Regions from separate parts of the Mus musculus genome. Here region 1 is linked to region 2. The links are chromatin contacts, called in public Hi-C maps. All regions are on one chromosome and are shown on one strand. Each heading gives the region's core, a stretch centred on a gene start, on an enhancer-like site or on the middle of the called end of the contact. The rest is flanking DNA. Distances are from core to core; before and after follow the strand shown.

Evidence for each region. A called contact is a pair of places that touch in the nucleus more often than the background predicts.
Region 1: a contact with region 2 is called in a Hi-C map of embryonic fibroblasts, with 2.1 times the contacts expected there. The contact joins the enhancer-like site here to the promoter of Dbr1 in region 2. A contact is called at or near these places in 11 of 39 promoter capture datasets (the 3T3-L1 cell line, 3T3-L1-derived adipocytes, cancer-associated fibroblasts and 7 more), 1 of 15 datasets of contacts at CTCF or cohesin (the NIH/3T3 cell line), 61 of 484 Hi-C or Micro-C datasets (the 3T3-L1 cell line, the AML12 cell line, B cells and 37 more), 9 of 115 datasets of contacts at active chromatin or transcription factors (the NIH/3T3 cell line, astrocytes, bone marrow-derived macrophages and 4 more) and 2 of 9 other capture datasets (adipose tissue and pancreatic islet).

The regions. Positions count from the first base shown.
Region 1 is chr9:99,643,022-99,648,107 of GRCm38.p6, reverse strand. It overlaps Dzip1l (DAZ interacting protein 1-like), which reads right to left. Exons shown (of 16, transcript NM_028258.4): 6 at 893-1,021. Among named protein-coding and RNA genes, the nearest start is that of Dzip1l, 16 kb to the right of the region's middle. Within about 2 kb of position 2,402, at least 28 of the 459 cell types and tissues checked have an H3K27ac peak or open chromatin away from gene starts, as enhancers often do. A contact at or near this core is called in the HL-1 cell line, the STO cell line, cancer-associated fibroblasts and 4 more, where this site is marked.
Region 2 is chr9:99,572,844-99,578,606 of GRCm38.p6, reverse strand. It overlaps Dbr1 (debranching RNA lariats 1), which reads right to left and starts at 2,808. Exons shown (of 8, transcript NM_031403.3): 1 at 2,482-2,808; 2 at 1,907-2,031; 3 at 86-166. The coding sequence starts at 2,678.

The DNA.
Region 1 (5,086 bases), core at 1,153-3,652, 70 kb before region 2:
CTGTGGGCAGTGTCATCCCTGCGGCGGTCCTACAGCAAGCCTTGAGGAAAACGAGCCGGTAAGCAGTTTCCCTCCACGGGCTCTGCTGTGGTTCCTGCCTCCCCTCCGGTTCCTGCCTTTGCTTCTGTTGATAATGCACTGTAACATGGAAGTGTGAGCCAACTAACCCCTTTCCTCCCCAAGATGCACTTGGTCTTGGTCTTTTAACACGGCAATGAGAAACCAGTGGGACTCCATGAAGCCAGCCTCGGCACCTTTCTGCAGACAGGCTTCCGGCTCTTTCTCAACCACCCTTGAAGAGCAGACACAGGTGCTGGCGCACCCTTGGGCTGCAGTTGCTGACTGTCCCTGTTGTGGCCTTATAAGTGACATCCGCCTCCTCTGCCTGGACTTAAGGAAGCTTCTCCCAGAGGTGGCCAGGGTAGACAGAGTACAAGTCTCCCCAGCTCTGTTCAGTGACTTCACAGTGATAAACCCAAAAGGAGCCTGCACACCACAGAAACTCTTAGCTCCGAGCTGACAGCTAAGCATTTACTACCACACCACAGATCTGTCATAAATATCTCAGGACTGTCTCTCTTTCTGAATACTTTTCTCAACTGTGTTAGAATGAAAGTTGGAGACAAAAATGTCAAAAATAAATAAATAAATAAATAAATAGCACCTATGTTTACCTATATTTGTAGACATCAGGTAAATATTAGGATTAAAGCCATCACCAGCCTTGCCCGAGAACCTTATTCTGCTTTCATTCTGAACAAGACCTGAAAATACAGAGCTCTGATGTCTCTCAACTTTGCCAAATCCACAAGGCCAAACAGAAGCCTCAGTGGGGACAGCTAGATTCTTGGCTTGCTCTGGACAGAAGGGCATGGAGCCACCATCAGCTCACCTGGACTTCCATCTTTTCTTGAAGGGCCTGGACCTCCTGGGCATGCTTGAGTCTCTCCTCTGACTCTTCATCCCGCAGAGACCCAAGGTGAGACTCCGTCATGCTGTAGGACTGCAGTGCCTTCAGTTTCTGAAAAGGCCAAGAATTGTTTTATTAAATGAAGTCCTAGATCTCACCCCAATACAGAACCAGAAGGGTGAAACTCGCGGCAATCGAGAGCCTCCTCAGGTTGCCCTCACCACCGCCATGTGCCTGCAAACATCCACACCAATCAGCAGCCCCCTCCCGGGCCCCCCCCGCCCCCCGGGCTCAGCCCCTGTACAGTAAAAGTAAGTACCCATGGGAAACACAAACTCAAGTGTTATTTCAAGTCCAGTGAAATTCTGATGTCCCCAAACCCTGAACTTGCCCAAGTGCTGGCCAGCTTTTTCCCATGTCTGGAATAAGCTGGAAGACCCACACTTAAGGCCCATGTGAGAACCTCTGACTCCTCCAAGCCATGCCCTGAGGATTCCTGCCTGTTATACACACACACACACAGAGAGAGAGAGAGAGAGAGAGAGAGAGAGAGAGAGAGAGAGAGAGAGAGAGAGAGAGACAGAGAGACAGAGACAGAGAGACAGAGACAGAGACAGAGAGACAGAGAGAGAGACAGAGAGAGAGAGAGCAAAAACAGCTGTTTTTGTGCAGTGTTCAGAGCAATGTCACTTATAGCTACTGATCCTTGAGCAAGCACTGTCACCAGAAGAGAAGGCTGGATCAAAGACAGAATCCCTTCCTGCCTACCCAGGTCATACTAACAAAGCCCATGTCTATTCCGACATACAACAGATAAACCTTAGTGCAGCATTAAGAATTAAACGCCAAGAGCGAGCCTGAGTTTAACTTGGCGTTCTTCTTGATTACTTTTCTCAGCCACTGCTTAAGCAATACCAGGACCAGATGTTAATCATGTCCCAGCTAGCCCATTTTTGCTGGCAAATGTTTCAGCAGAGGCATGGATAACTGGGGGGTTCTGATGTGTCTCCTCTCTCAGCACTACAGCACATTACACCGCCGGCTCTTTGCACTACAAACCCCCATGGCCTGTTCTTCCTGTAAGCAAACCCTCTAGCCCTGCATCTACTCCATGTATCCTGACATTACTCTTTCTGCAGTCAGTCATGGCCAAAGTAAGGGCTCAGACCTCTGCACCAGGCAAGCTGTAAGGAGAATACTCTCAAGATGTACTGAGGGCTCGGTGGCCCTCCTCACATCAGAGTGTCACCTCTGGCTTTGAAGACTATCTCACAGTACTTTCCAGTCATCCTAAACAGAATTCTTACCTTTTCTCCCTGAGAATTTAAAAAGAATGACTTGACGAAAGAGTTACCGAATGATACAGAGAGTCTTGTATCTAATTTTGCTCCCTATACTTTAATAATGGAAAATAATAAAGCGTTGAAAGGAGTCAGGAGACATAGAAATGCACATGAGTAATCTTACAGGCAGACAGAGAATAAATAAATACAGTCCTAGGCTATTCCAGGATGTGAACGGGGTCTGAGTCAGACGGGAGCTGGGAAGGGAGCGTGCCCTCATTTTCTGAACCTCAAGATTTTCTAACCAAAAATAATCTCTTGGCCCTTGATGAGGTGGTTGCTGATCAATGGCGTCTGCTTCAGATCAACAGTACTTACAGATGCCTACTCCATAAGCAACTTGTTGCGAACTGCAGAGTTGGGGGCATTTAAAATCAGGAACAATGGCTATAAAGCTGCTGGTGAGAGCAGAGGGTCACAATAAGGGAGGGTCAGCTTGTCTGTCACAGAGCGTCCCTAACCCAGCAGGGAGCACTGTGATGGAGGACTTGATTAACTACAGAGAAAACAGAGACAGAGACAGAGATGAGAGACATACAGAGAGAAAAAGACATACCGAGAAAGACAGAGATAGAGGAGAAACAGAGATAGAGAGACAGACAGACACACAGAGCAAACAAGCTCTCATTTCCATCCTACCACACTCCTTCTGCGTTTCCATCTCAAGTCCCAGGCTATAGCCCTAAGACAATCCCCCTAGGAACACTTGCCTATGTGTATCTATCTTTATGCAAAACATGGAATGGTGTTGAGGAAAAACTGTTGAGAATTCACTTTCAAAACGAGATTCTCTTCATGTGAGGAGGACCAATCGGAGGTAAATACATTTTAAAATGGTTTTCCATCTTGGCATATATGAGAAACTACAGCTCATCAGTAACCTTAGGAAGATCTCCCTGTGTTAGTGCTGGATAGTGCAGCCAGCAGAAAATAGGACCTTGGAACTTTAAAAGCTACGTTCAAACCTCACCTCCAGCCCTCACTAGCTGTGTGAACTTGTACAAATTACATGGTCTTGATTTCACCTGTAAAAAAGGAATGTAATATACAATCTTAAACCAAAGTGCATGTGTGTAGGCATGCACACACACACACACACACACACACACATCTAAATGGAACTTAGCCAGGCAAAGTGGGCTGCAATAGAAAGTTTGATGTGATAAGTTGTTTGTGGCTGGGCATAATGGTGCATACTGTAACTCAGGCATTCACAAAGCAAAGGCAAGAAAATTGCTGTGAGTTTGAGCCAGCCCATTTTTACATAACAAGTTCCAGGCCAGCCAGGTGACAGAGACCCTGGCTGAAAATTTTTTAAAAAGAAAGTTCTGCACTAAGACAGGGAATGGTAAGTATATCGAATAAGTGTTACCTATTACGTACAACTACCATAGACCCCACCAAAGTATCTGATATATAATCAGAATTCACCAGATATAAATCGAGAGAAAAATGTATTCATTTATGTTCTACCACATTCGAGAACACTTTGTAAAAATAAGGTTACTCTTCTAAAGAGTTCTAATTAAATGGCAGATAGTGTTATGTACTACATATGTGATCATTAAAAGTTGTTACTAGTCTATCCTACACAAAAGAAACTAAGGCCCAGGGATGTAAACTAACTCACCCAAGATCACACGGCAAATGTGTGCTGGAGCAGTGTGGGTTTCCCTGGGCACGGGCCTCTGTTGTCCAACCTTATACTGTATTAGCCCCAACGACAACACAAGAAAGACCAATGAGGACTAAGTAATGAATTCTGAGGGTAGGAGGAGGCCTCGGTGGGCAAAGTGCTTGTTGTAAGAATCTGAGTCAGCCAGGCACAGTGGTACATATTTTAATCCATCACCCGGCAGGCAGATGCAAGCCTGGATTACAGTGTGAGTTCCAAGATAGTGAGAGCTACATAGTAAAACCCTGTCTAAGGAAAGGAAAGGGAAAAGGACAGGAGAGGGGAGGGGAGGGGAGGGGAGGGGAGGGGAGGGGAGGGGAGGGGAGGGGAGGGGAGGGGAGGGGAGGGGAGGGGAGGGGAGGGGAGGGGAGGGGAGGAGAGGAGAGGAGAGGAGAGGAGAGGAGAGGAGAGGAGAGGAGAGGAGAGGAGAGGAGAGGAGAGGAGAGGAGAGGAGAGGACCTGGGTTCAATCATTAATACCTATTTAAAAGCTAGGCACAGCAATGCACATCTGTAAAGCCAGGGATTGGAGCTAGAGACAGGCTGATACTAAGGGCTGACTGTCCAGCCACTCAAGTCAAAATGGGGTACTCCCTATTCAGTCAGAGCTCATGTCTCAAAAACTAAGGTGGAGGATTCAAGTGTGGTGGCGCGTGCATTTAATACCTGCACTTGGGAGGCAGAGGCAGGTGGATTTCTTGATGGCCAGGCTGGTCTGCATACTGACTTCCAGGACAGCCAGGGCTATATAGAGAGATCCTATCTCCAAAAAACAATAAATAAATAAATAAATAAATAAATAAATAAATAAATAAATAGCCAACCTGAGGTGGGAGGTCTGGAAAGATGGCTCAACGGATAAGAGTACGTACGGCTATTACAGAGGACCAAAGTTCAGTTCTCACACCCACATGAGACAGCTCACAATAGCAGGTAACTCCAGTTCCAGAGAATCTAATGGCCTCTTCCACAGGCACCCACACATATGCATGAATAGACATATAAACACAAAACATACACACACTTAAAAATAATTCTAATAGGGGCTGGAGACATGGCTCAGAGAGTAAGAGCACTGACTGCTCTTCCAGAGGTCCTGAGTTCAATTCCCAGCAACCACATGGTGGCTCACAACCATCTGCAATGGGATTCGATTTCC
Region 2 (5,763 bases), core at 1,559-4,058:
GAATAAGTCAAACTATAAATTTTGGTTATTTTACTAGAGGGCATGCAAGCTCTAAACTATAAAAGTAATCCCGTCAGAACAATACCTTTTCTATAATCATGAGATTTAAATATGCCAGAGATGCCACCAATCCTTACTCCTCGGTATTTGACAACACCAGCCAAGCCTGAAAAATTATGCATTTTAGTAAAACGGTTTAAGCAAAAAAGAATCTACTAAGAAAAGAAAAGAAATCTTTTAGAAGCCTGAAATTCTATGCGGTCCTTAAATCATTTGAAAGTATTTGCCATCCCTCTTCACACACTGTTATATGCTGATGATCCACAAGGCAGAGTAGGCCTGGAACCAATCAGACAAGAAACTAAGTGGATTCTAAAAGGATGAAGAGACAGGATGTTAAAAGCAAACAGTGAACTGTGGTACCTAACAGTGCATGGTGATACCTAACAGTGTACTGTGGTACCCAGCTGAACATGCAATTATGTGGGAGAAAGTGAAGGGGAAGGACAATGTCCTGTGATGGCCTTACACAGTGGGAGTCAAGTCAGCAGGTGTAATGTCCAAAGAGCACTGCATTTCTACATTTTCATTTTCAACTCAACTGACAATCCCACCTTGTCTTTTCATTTGTTTGAGACAGGTCTTATGATGCAGTTCTGGATGACCTGGAATTCACTCCATAGACCTGGCTGGCCTCAAAACTCCTAGAGATCAGCCTGCCTCTGCCGCTACAGTGTTGGAATTAAAAACATGCCCAGCCCAAATTCATCTCTTCATAATACTGAGATTGTTGAAAGATGGCAAATCAGTAATGACAGAGAAACAAAATTCCCAAAGTTAAGATTTCATCACTAGAAAAACTTGAACATTATTCTAGAAACAATCACTTATATAAAGAGATAAAAGACCTGCAAACTTTAAAAGATGAAAAACAAAAGGAACACTTCAAGTGATATCATAGTAAATCCAGTCAGCTAAATCCAGAGCCCAGGAAATGCTACAGGGCAATCAACCTCACTGCCTACAACACACAAACCATAGAGGAAACAGAAAACAGAAACAAGGGAAGGAAGGATAAAGAGTCTAAGAGGCAGAGCCCTGAACACCAAATATTTGGATCCTACCTGAGCAAGTCATTTGTAGATCCGGTAACTGAGACATGCAGAGAAATGCGTATGGACAAGGCACGAGAGAAGGACTAACTCACTATAGTTAGGTATAAAATGGCACCAGAACTACGTGTGTCTAAAAAAAATCTATCACTCGAAAGTCATGTACTTAGGGGCTGGAGAGATGGCTCAGAGCACTGGATGCTTTTCCACAGGTCCCGAGTTCAATTCCCAGCACCACATGGTGGCTTCTAACCATCTATAATGGGATCTGGTGCTCTGTAGGCACATATGCACTCAGAACACTGTATACACGGTAGATAAATAAATACATCTTGGGGTAGGGGGAGTCATGTACTTAAAAATCCACAAATGAAATAACCCAGTGGTTAGGATTTGCTTTAAGGCATCCCAGCCATCTCCCTCAGGAAAAGTTTAAACAATACTGGATATTTAAATATGGGAGTAGAACAAAGTAATAGGAGTTGAGGTTAACAAGTAAAGAAATTTATTAAACTACTCGGTATTTTTATGTATGTTTAGCATTTTCCATTATAAAGTTTAATGCAATAAGAAAAAAGCAAAGAGACTACAAAAAAAAAAACTTGTCATCATATTAGCTATTATTTAAACCTCTAGAAGAAAATGGATGTATGTTCATGACTGGCCATTTAATAACTATTTTAACTCAATTCTCATGATTATTTAAGTTAATGGCATTCACCACATGTCTTCTAGAAGCTGCCCAGCTGGTACAGATTCTGACAAGACCAAAAAAAGTGCACATAAACACATACCTAAATAATAAATATTCGGCGCTACCCAGCCACCATAGGGTAACTCTTGCAAATGGTTTGAGGCTTCATGGTTTCCTCCAATGAAGATGGTGAGAACCGGGGCCTTTTTCTCTCCAGAGTAATATCTACAACATAACGGTAATAAAGCTGTCAGGAACCAAACTAAACACAAAAAAGCAAGAGGTCAGAAGGAAAAGGCCGAGCTCAAAAACGATCAAACGGTCCCCACTATCTTCCCATCCCTGCCCTTAAGAATAAATTAAATCTTGAGTGTCGAGCACACATTCATTGAGATCAAGAACTTTGTGAAGTGCAAGTCTGGGCTTCTAGAACCCAGACTAGCACACAGCAGGTCACGGGAAAACCAGATCATTAAATCAACTAACCATCGTGTTCTAGCAAATCCAAAGTATCTAAACCTGCTGGTGTCACCCCGGGTCCCTGGGAAGAAGAGCCAGGTGTGTACAGAGAGGAGGAGGCCAGGGCCATTTCCTAAGCTCCGGGTCCAACAGACATCGCGATCTGCGGCAGCAGGACCTGGAACCCCACGCGAGGACCGGCCGCGCGCCCCTCACCTGTAGAAGGTCTGCATGTGACGGTACTTGGGCGGCACGGCCATGCAGCGCAGGTCGGCCTCGTTGCGCACCGCCTGGAAGTCGCCGCAGCACAGAAGGAGATCCACGGGTCCCGAGCCGCGCCGCTCCGCCAGCGCCAGAGTCTCGTAGATCTTGTCCAGCTCGCCGTGGCAGCAGCCGGCCACGGCCACCCTCATCGTGACGTTGGGCCGCGGAACTCAACAGCAACACCCCGGAGCACCTGCAGCCCGGGTCGCACAGCAAAGAACACCAGGCAGCCGGCCCACCCGGCTCCCGCCAACACCAACCGAGCCGCGGCTGAGTTTCGAGTCCTTTATGTAACTTCCGGCTTCCAAGTCTCGCGAGAGAGGGAACGGGAAGGGCCCGGTCAAGCCGGAGGGGGGAAACTTTGAACTTGTTTAATGGAGACCCTGTCTGTCTTCGTGATCCCTTGCGTGCTAGCAATCTAGTGGGTTACATTGTTTAAAACTAGAAAAAGAAATAAAATCTCCAAGAATAGGGATTGAATTTAGTAAAATCAAGGTAAGCAGCCGGGCGTGGTGGCGCACGCCTTTAATCCCAGCACTTGGGAGGCAGAGGCAGGCGGATTTCTGAGTTCGAGGCCTTCCTGGTCTACAAAGTGAGTTCCAGGACAGCCAAGGCTACAGAGAAACTCTGTCTCGAAAAACCAAAAAAAAAAAATCAAGGTAAGCAAGTGAGCAGGAGCGATTGAGCAATTAATTCCCTAGAGCAAATCTCTCCCTGGCAACGATGATTGCCTTAAAAATGAATTAGAAAGTAAAAAGAGGTTTTAATGATGACATTAAAATTTAAATGCAACGTTGAAGCTTACTGATTATTTTAAAACTATACACCAACCCTCCCGGGGGGAATTTCTAAAATTATTTTTGACTAAGGGGAATGGGTATTTTCCTACCAAATTGTTTGCCTAACTGTAACGCAAGATGAATGAAAGGTTAAATATCTCGAAAACTTCTGGAGAGAAAAGGTGGCGACTAATCAAGGAAGAATGAATGGCAAAGAAGAAAGCCAGTAAAGGAAATCTAATCAAGGGCATACAGTTGTAGCGCCACGAAAGTGTTAGCGATCCCCCAAAACCAGGCAGGAGCCCATCTGATGTAACTCATAGCACGGTCTTTATTCTATCCCAGCTCGCTGTGGCTCGCCACCAACACACAGCACAGTTTTTGGTGTACCCCGAATGTCAGTGGGGACAAGACTTTATAGAAAGCTACAAGCAGAGGGTGGGATGTGGTAGTGGTGGTAGTTAAGCATCTAATTCGAGAGCTACCATGGCCTTTAACACAATTGGCTGGTGCTGGGAGTCATATCATAAACTTAATTTCTGCTTCCCTCTGCATTAGTGGTCGTTAGGCAGGGGGTGGCCTCGTAACCTGGGGGTGCAGATATGTTGGGGTAATAACCTGGGGACGCTGGTCTTGTTGAGGGGTAACTTGGAAACTAGTGTTATGTTGGTTAGTTTGTCTGAGTTCAAACTTTGGCCAGGTTCTCTAAAATGGAGTCTGAACTTACAAGATTTGGCCTCTCAACAGAGAAGTATACATTTAAACAACTGAAAAATTTAATCAGTTAAATACAATCTAGGCTGGGGGCGTGGCAGGGGGAGGGAGGGGATGGTGGCTCTGCCTTTAATCCTTGTATTCCAGAAATAAGCAAGCAGATCCCTGGCCAGTGTGGTCAGCATGGTCTATAAAGTGAATTAAGACAGCTGGGGCTAGCCGGGCGTGGTGGTGCTCGCCTTTAATCCCATTACTCGGGAGTTTGAGGCCAGCCTGGTCTACAAAGTGAGTTCCAGGACAGCCAGGGCTACACAGAGAAATCCTGTCTCGAAAAACAAAACAAACAAAAAAATTTGACAGCTGGGACTGATGCATGGAGAAGCCCTGTCCCATAAAACCAAGAAAGAAAAAAGAAAAAGAAAGAAAGACAAAACCATACAGAGAAATGTCTCAGAAAAGACGATCTAATCAAGGTTATACAATTTTATAAGTCAGACTCTACTCTTTTTTGCGTCTGTTCTGTTTGTTCCTTCCAATTTTCCTTTCCTTTCCTTTTCTCTTCTTTTCTTTGGAGACAGGATCTTTTTATGTATCTCTGATTGGCCTGGAACTATGTAGATCAGACCGGCCTGAACCTGAAGTAGGCTTTCATTTTTAACTTATACAAACTACTTCCTTCTAGATTCTTTACATAGAATTTTTTTTTCATTTTGTGTATATATTCCTTTAGAACCATGCCTCAAAACATTAGATATTCCTTGGCTACTGGTACAAAATGCCAGATTATTATAAAACCCATCTCAGCAAGATTTTCAAATATAAGCTAGATGAGCTTTTAATTTCCTCTAAAGACCTGAGGTACAGGAACGTGCCAACACCAGCACAGCAACTCCTTCCTTCCTCTGGTCATGAAAGGAGCAGGCATGCTGGCTCATTCCAGTTTTCACTGTTTCCTAGAAGGAGACACCACAGTGGTGCCTGTGCCTACATTTATTCAGGTCTCTATTACCTGAGCCCAAGCCCAGTGAAGTAGGTGTCATGTAACACACACATATACACACACACACACACACACACACACACACACACACACACACACACAGAAGGTGTCCTTGTTAAGCTATGTAGTTTGACTCTTTCTCCCTCAGAAAGGCAGTTTCTCCCATTCTCAGCATTTCTTAGTTGCTTTAGGGTGTCTAGGTTTGAAGGATTTTTCCCATGGGATTTTTCTCTTTCATGATAGCATGTCCATTGGCTTTTTGTTTGTTTGTTTGTTTGTTTGGCTGTTTGTTTGGTTGGTTTCTTTGTTGGTTGGTTGGTTTTAGGTTTTGGGTTTTATTAAGACAAGGTTTCCTTGTGTAGCTATGACTGTCTTGGAACTTGGTCTGTAGGACAGGATGGCCTTTAACTCGCAGAGACCTGCACTCCTTTGTCTCAGGAGTGCTGGAATCAAAGTGGTATGCCACCATGGCACAGCAGCACATCCACTGGTGTCATCCGTGTTTGCTCCTTGTTTTGTCAGCCATGTCAACGAGACTTCATTTCTAGGAGACACAGCCTCACTGCAAATTCTCTGGCTCTTCCAATCTTTCCTACTTCTCTTCTGTGGTGACTCCTGAGCCTTAGATGCAGTAGTTAATTTTACTTGTTGTATGTGTGTTGTCTGTCTGACCATCTGTCTCTCTGTCTCTGTATATGTGTGTGTGTGTGTGTGTGTGTGTGTGTGTGTGTGTGTGTGTGT